2 separate regions of the Mus musculus genome follow, and region 1 is linked to region 2. The links are chromatin contacts, called in public HiChIP or PLAC-seq maps. All regions are on one chromosome and are shown on one strand. The core of a region is the stretch at or near the end of the contact, and the rest is flanking DNA. Distances in the headings are between cores, read along the strand shown. Region 1 has its middle 54 kb from the start of Tenm3. Region 2 has its middle 3.7 kb from the start of Gm32194.

The links. HiChIP or PLAC-seq counts read pairs in DNA pulled down with a chosen protein or histone mark.
Region 1: an H3K27ac HiChIP or PLAC-seq map of embryonic stem cells shows a contact between it and region 2, with 7 times the contacts expected there. The contact joins two enhancer-like sites. A contact is called at or near these places in 5 of 484 Hi-C or Micro-C datasets (the HPC-7 cell line, embryonic stem cells and neural progenitor cells) and 5 of 115 datasets of contacts at active chromatin or transcription factors (all in embryonic stem cells).

Annotation. Positions count from the first base shown.
Region 1 is chr8:48,727,214-48,730,380 of GRCm38.p6, reverse strand. It overlaps a transcript of Tenm3 not described here. Among named protein-coding and RNA genes, the nearest start is that of Tenm3, 54 kb to the right of the region's middle. Within about 2 kb of position 1,315, at least 9 of the 459 cell types and tissues checked have an H3K27ac peak or open chromatin away from gene starts, as enhancers often do. A contact at or near this core is called in embryonic stem cells, where this site is marked.
Region 2 is chr8:48,201,393-48,204,381 of GRCm38.p6, reverse strand. No RefSeq gene overlaps it. Among named protein-coding and RNA genes, the nearest start is that of Gm32194, 3.7 kb to the left of the region's middle. Within about 2 kb of position 1,556, at least 8 of the 459 cell types and tissues checked have an H3K27ac peak or open chromatin away from gene starts, as enhancers often do. A contact at or near this core is called in embryonic stem cells, where this site is marked.

The DNA of each region.
Region 1 (3,167 bases), core at 66-2,565, 530 kb before region 2:
GACATCTGCAGAGGTGAAAAGGACAGAAAGGAATGCAGAGGGAGAAGTTGAAGCAGAGGGATTTGTTTTCACAAAACAGGGCCACGAAAGTCCCCGAGACAGTGGACCAGGGGACAGAAGCCTAGGAGCATAGAAGCCAGTCTCCAAGGCTGTTGGATGCTTAAAGGGACAAATGGGTGAATGTGTGTGACAGAGAAGGGCTAGAGGAAATGTCACATGGGGTGACAGGGAATATGATTTTTACCCTGTGATCCCACCCCCCACCCCCATACTCAGTGGACATAGAGTTGACACACTCAGAGTTCTGGCTCCCACTCGCTGCCTTACCTCTCCCCTCTCCCCAGCTAAGGTTGGAAAATGGAAGGGACCGGGAACTGGAATTGGAGGGAACCCTTTCCAAAAGAAAACAAATGAACGAAACCAATTTAACTAGTTATTTCAGTTAAATGTAAATAAGCAAGAAGGTAGAGGGACGAAAGCAGATGGACTTCCATGACAGCCCAAGCCTTACACCCAAGTCACTGATTTTAAAAAATGTTCAGGTAGGACATGGTTAGGTAGGTTCATCTGTGAATAACTTGGACCCTTAAAGGACAGAGATCCTATGATAAGTTGTGTGTGTGTGTGTGTGTGTGTGTGTGTGTGTGTGTGTGTGTGTGTGTTTCAAGATAGAGACTCTACGTAGTCCTGGCTCTCCTGGTCAGCCTCTGCCTCCAGAGCACTGGGACTAAAGGCATGAGCCACCACACCTGGCAGAGATCCTGTAACCAGAATATACTTAATTCTTCCTTGACACTTCAAACCTTCATCGCAGCATATTACAACTGTGATGTCTCACGGAAAATTGCGTTACACTGACCTTTAACCTGCGTGTGGATTCTAGCGCTGATTGACAGGTCCTCAAAAAATAAGCGCTACGCAGACACTGGCAATTAGGTAGTGCTTTGTGTCCTATCGCTGTCTCCTTTCTTGAATTCTTACAGGTTCCCTCAGCTCCGGCTGTTTTAGAACTACGGTCAGGTGGTGGAAATTCCTCCTCCTCCCACAGTTGTCTTGAGGATTTTTCTTGCTTGTTATACCTGATCGTGTTTCCTTAGGACCTGGCTCCGTCTCTATAAGCAGGTAGTTATCAGCTTACAGCTGGGGTTGTCCTTCTTTCTGGAAAGTTCAGCGTCCCCCTTTCCAAGAGCAGCTGGGAAGACCTTCCCTTGAAATCTAGTCTTTAGGGCATCCATTGATTTAGAAAGACCCCGGTTCAGGGTCAAAAGAGCAGCCCAGGATGAAAGCAATCCTTGCAAATGAGGCCTTTCCACCCCTTTGTTATACCTAGGTGAGGCAGGGCGAATCTCTTGGTGCGGTGCAGGTGCGTCCAGTGGTGCATTTCAATTCTGGTCACAGAAGAAGGAGACATGTCCTTGAAAACCCGCACTGCCTACTTTTCACCAGAGTTAAGAAGGAGGACACGGAGAGAGGAAAACAGTGGGGATTTGGAGATGTTTCGATTTCTCTGCCGTGTGTGATACCTTTGTCTTTGGATCTCAATCCTATAAGCACTAGCAATATTTTTACAGGGCGTCCCATCTTCAATAAATTGTATAACAGTAATTAATTCTCACAGCATCCATTTGACTAAAGCATTATTATCCCCGTATTATAGAGAAGAAAACTGATTTGCCAAACCCCACAAAGAAAGCCAATGTCAGAGTAAGGATTATCGCTCAGGAGGGTCTAAAAGTCTAATCTCGGCTCTGAGATGTGTGTGTTTTTTTTTTTCTTTAAAAATTTTTTTTTTTCTGTCAGAACAAATGCAGTAGGGATTTGCCAGGTAAGTTTTCTAAGGGCGTGAGCATGGAGGTGGCTCTGCCCCTCGCTGAGTCTTTGTGACCATTTTTCCAGCATAAGCTGATTACTTGTAGTTCGTTTTCAAGGTTCTCTTAGAGATAGAACAACATGGGATGAATTTATTCACTGATAAACATAGCCTCCAGTTTGGGTCTGCTTTTCCCCCATAAATCCAGTCAAGGTGCAAGGTATAAAGTTTGTTATTTATTCAAATCCTGCCCCGGCTTTGAGACAAGGCGTCACGGAGTCTATACAGGTCTGCAACTACATGTACAAGAATGATCTTGAACTCCTGAGTCCCCCTTCCTCCACTCCCCAGTGTTTGTGTGCCTTAGAAGGTCAGAGTCAGGCCTTAATCCCTTTGTGTCCTCACAAAGACACACATTCTGCTAAATGAGCCAAATCGCCACCTTGTATGGACTTACTTTTGCGAAATAGTGAGCGAAGATTCTTGGCTTGTAATCTTTTCCAAAATAGTAACTCACTTAAGTGAAGGTCACTAATCTCACCCCCTTGATACTGTAACTCAGCTAAGAATGGGGAAAGAAGTCAAAGAAATTCCCCCAACGACCTAAAAGTATTACTGCCCCATACTGTATAAACCATAGCCGCACACTGCCAGGATTCGTTGCTCATGAGTAAACGTCACAGAATTGATAGGAAACAAATAAATGGAGAGCAGAGTGAATTTGCTAGGGGCCAGCACACGGTAGCCCAAAGCTGATTCTTTGAGAGCGGAGGTTTAAAAGTAGAATTTTTTTTTTTTTAGCAAATATTAACATATATACAAAATCAACCCAGGCATGAAGCTGCACACTTTGGTCCCAGCACTCAGGAGCCCGAGTCAAGAGGATGCCATATTTGAGATCAGCAACATGGAAGTGAAGACCAGGTGAGGTGCTATAAAGTGACCTTGTCTCCAAAAAAAAAAAAGAAGAAGAAAGAAGAAGAAGAAGAAGAAGAAGAAGAAGAAGAAGAAGAAGAAGAAGAAGAAGAAGAAGGAAGGAAGGAAGGAAGGAAGGAAGGAAGGAAGGAAGGAAGGAAGGAAGGAAGGAAGGAAGGAAGGAAAGAAAGAAAGAAAGAAAGAAAGAAAGAAAGAAAGAAAGAAAGAAAGAAAGAAAGAAAGAGAGAGAGGAAGAAAGAAAGACAAAAATCTCTTGTCAGTCTTAAATCTTGACTCTACTGGAGAGGCAAGTCATTTCAGTACTTACGGAGTTCTTAATGCCAGTATAATATTATAATTAATAAAAGTGTCGCTGTTTGTAATAACAGGCGTCAGCCCTGTTTGTTAGGTAAATATTTATTGAACAGGATAGAGGGGAATC
Region 2 (2,989 bases), core at 307-2,806:
AGCTCGGCTTTATTAGCATTACTCCGATCCAGCTCTGTGACGCAGGCTGGCCCCTGAGCCAAGCTGGCCAGCAGCTTGCATAGCCCAGAGCCCTCAGCCAAGAGATTCCCCTCTCAGGGAGGACCCCATCTGTGGCCTGGAAGAGGAGTTCCCACAACCCACTGCTTCCTGTACCCCCCAAAGACAAGGTCACTTGCTCAATAAAGCCAACCTGTTCACACAGATAGCCATCAATCTGTGTGGCAAAGTGGCTGACCTGGCTAATCTGATCCCCCAGGGAGGGAAGGGCTGCAAAGCTGGGCTCTAGTACAGCCCGGAGATCAGTGAAGATGTTCCCTCCAACAGGAAGAATTCTAAGGCTCAGCATCTTCTCCCAGACATCACTTTGGTGCCGTTACTGGTGCCAGCAAGAAAAGAAACACCATCTATAGTGTGTCTCAAACCCAGAGGACCGGAGGACGGGAAATCTGGCCTGAAGTCAGCGGGCTGATGGTCATTTATAACACTTGCTAAAATGTTGCAGCTTCCAGAGTGTAGGGAAGGTAACAATGTTGCTACTTAAAACACACCAGTTCCCGGGGTCTATGCTGTCACGTGGTCAGGACTATGCAGCGTGTTTCTGTCTGTTCTGGATCCTCCCAGCTCGGTTTCACAAAAGCAGTATAGCTTAGTAGCCAAGCAATTGCCTAGTGTGTAGAAGGCTCTGGATTTAAACCTTAGGCGAGTAGAGAAAAGAGGAGAAAGGGGTAAGGAGAGAGGGAGGAAGGGGAGGGGAGAGAGAAAAAGGACTAATTTTTTAGTTTTACAAAAACATAATTGTTTTGTCACTTTGTAAATGACGAGACCAAGCTAGTGATATTAATCTGCTTGCTAGGTTCTCAAAAAAAAAAATCAGAAAATACTGGACTTTGGACACAGGTCTTTAACACAGGGATCTCTGTCTGAGCCCCTGTGCTCTCTGCCCCTCCCTTTTGTATGAACCCAACTTGCTGCAGTTCCACCGTGCAGAAGATGGGGGAGGGACTGGGAACCTCTGGCTCCAGGGCGTGGCACTCCTAGAATCCCAGATACTTTAATCTGCATCTGCACACCTCAGGCTAAGCGCCTCTGGAGTCTGCAGCCAAAGCTAGCCCGGTTTAAGCAGCCAGGGAAAATTCCCAGGGCTCAGTGTGGCCATTGAGAGGGATCCAGGCTTCGTAGCTTTATTTCAGAAAGATAGAGGAGATCATTCCGATGAAGTGTCCCTAAGACAGGATTGCAGCAACTGTTCTCTTTGGCATCATCTGGAAAGCTTTGAAAAGTACCCACGCTGAGAGTGCCACCCTCCAGAGGTCGTTTCATTGATTCTAAAGCACTGGTGACACACGTGTGTTTAAGAGTCTCTATTTTAAGCAAACCTTCTGTGCAGAGATACAGTTTGGAAAGAGAGACATTTATGTGAAATTTACCTCAAGAAGTGAATATTCTTCCTATAGCTAACATCCTCTTGCCCCGTAGGTGAACTCTGAAGTCACCTTCCCAGGGAGCTTACCCATTGGCTACTCTGGGCAACCTTTTGTTAAACTGGATCCGCCCTCTCCTTTTGTTAAGTGCTGCAAATCTACTTTTAATCTCTTCCTAGTAAACTCCTACCCTGCTTCCTCCTAGTTTGTCCTGAAAATCTTTTCTGTAGTCAAGTCAGAAATCCCAGCTTTACCCTGGGTAGAAGTCTCCAAAACTTCTACAGGTAACACTGTCTCTGGCCCCTGTCTGACTGCTGCTTTTTCTTCAGCACCATAGAAGGCAATTCAGTATGTGAAGCAGGCACACAGTGGGCCTCAAATTGTTTGCCTGGCTAGTTAAATGAGCTGGCTCAGCAGGTAAAGGTGCCTGCCACCAAGCCTGACAGCCTCAGTTCGATTCCCAGGACCCACATCATAGAAAGTGAGAACCAACTCTTTCAGAGTCCTGCTTTAGCATGAATACCCCCAACCCCTCCACATAAACACATATATGTAACATTTTACATAAGTAACATACACAATTCTGAAGCATAAGAATGAAGCTTAGATTTGCTTGAGGTACAAAGAGAAAGATCTTTAATTTAGTGCATCTTGCAAGGTGTCTTAGTTAGGGTTTGACTGCTGTGACCAGACACCATGACCAAGGCAACTCTTACAAGGACAACGTTTAATTGGGGCTGCCTTACAGGTTCAGAGGATCAGTCCGTTATCATCAAGGCAGGAACACGGCAGCATCCAGGTAGGCATGGGACAGAAGAAGCTGAGAGTTCTACATCTTCGTCTGAAGGCTGCTAGCAGAATACTGGCTTCCTGGCAGCTAGGATGAGGGTCTTAAAGCCCATGTCCACAGTGACACACCTACTCCAACAAGGCCACACCTCCTAACAGTGCCACTCCCTGAGCCAAGTGTATACAAACCATCACACAAGGGATTCCTGATTCTAAGTTCTTCATATGACTGTTATCAGTTAGCTACTTAATAAGCTTGTGAAATGATACTATTGTTATTGTCACCTTATGATGAAGGGTCAGAGAAGAGTCAAGGTAAGGGGTTGAACAGTGTGCCATGTGACTGAAGAAACCCCATGCATTTCCCAGGAGGACCTGCCTTGTCCCTGCCAGTTCCAATGCCAGCAAAGCTGTATCCTCAGAGGGCAGGGTGAAGGAAGCGGAACCAGCACCTCACTGGGGAAGGCTGGGAACTCTGGCCAGTACTCACCGATGCATCTTCAAACTCCTCTCCTCTCTTCACTTTCCCTCTATCTTTCTCACCGTCACTCCCGGAATTAGAGCCAGAGAACTAATTTATCAAGATCCTTGGAGACTTCTAGAAGATCACCTAAAAAGGACAAGCCCAAATTAGAGGTGTTTGTCTTGTTTCAGACGCCTTCCCCATTCAGCTTTCTTAGAAAGCACTTTTTTTCCAGAGAGGAAATTGAAGAAAACTAACCTGTGTTGACATTCCAGACAGGGAGGGGCCTCAGCCC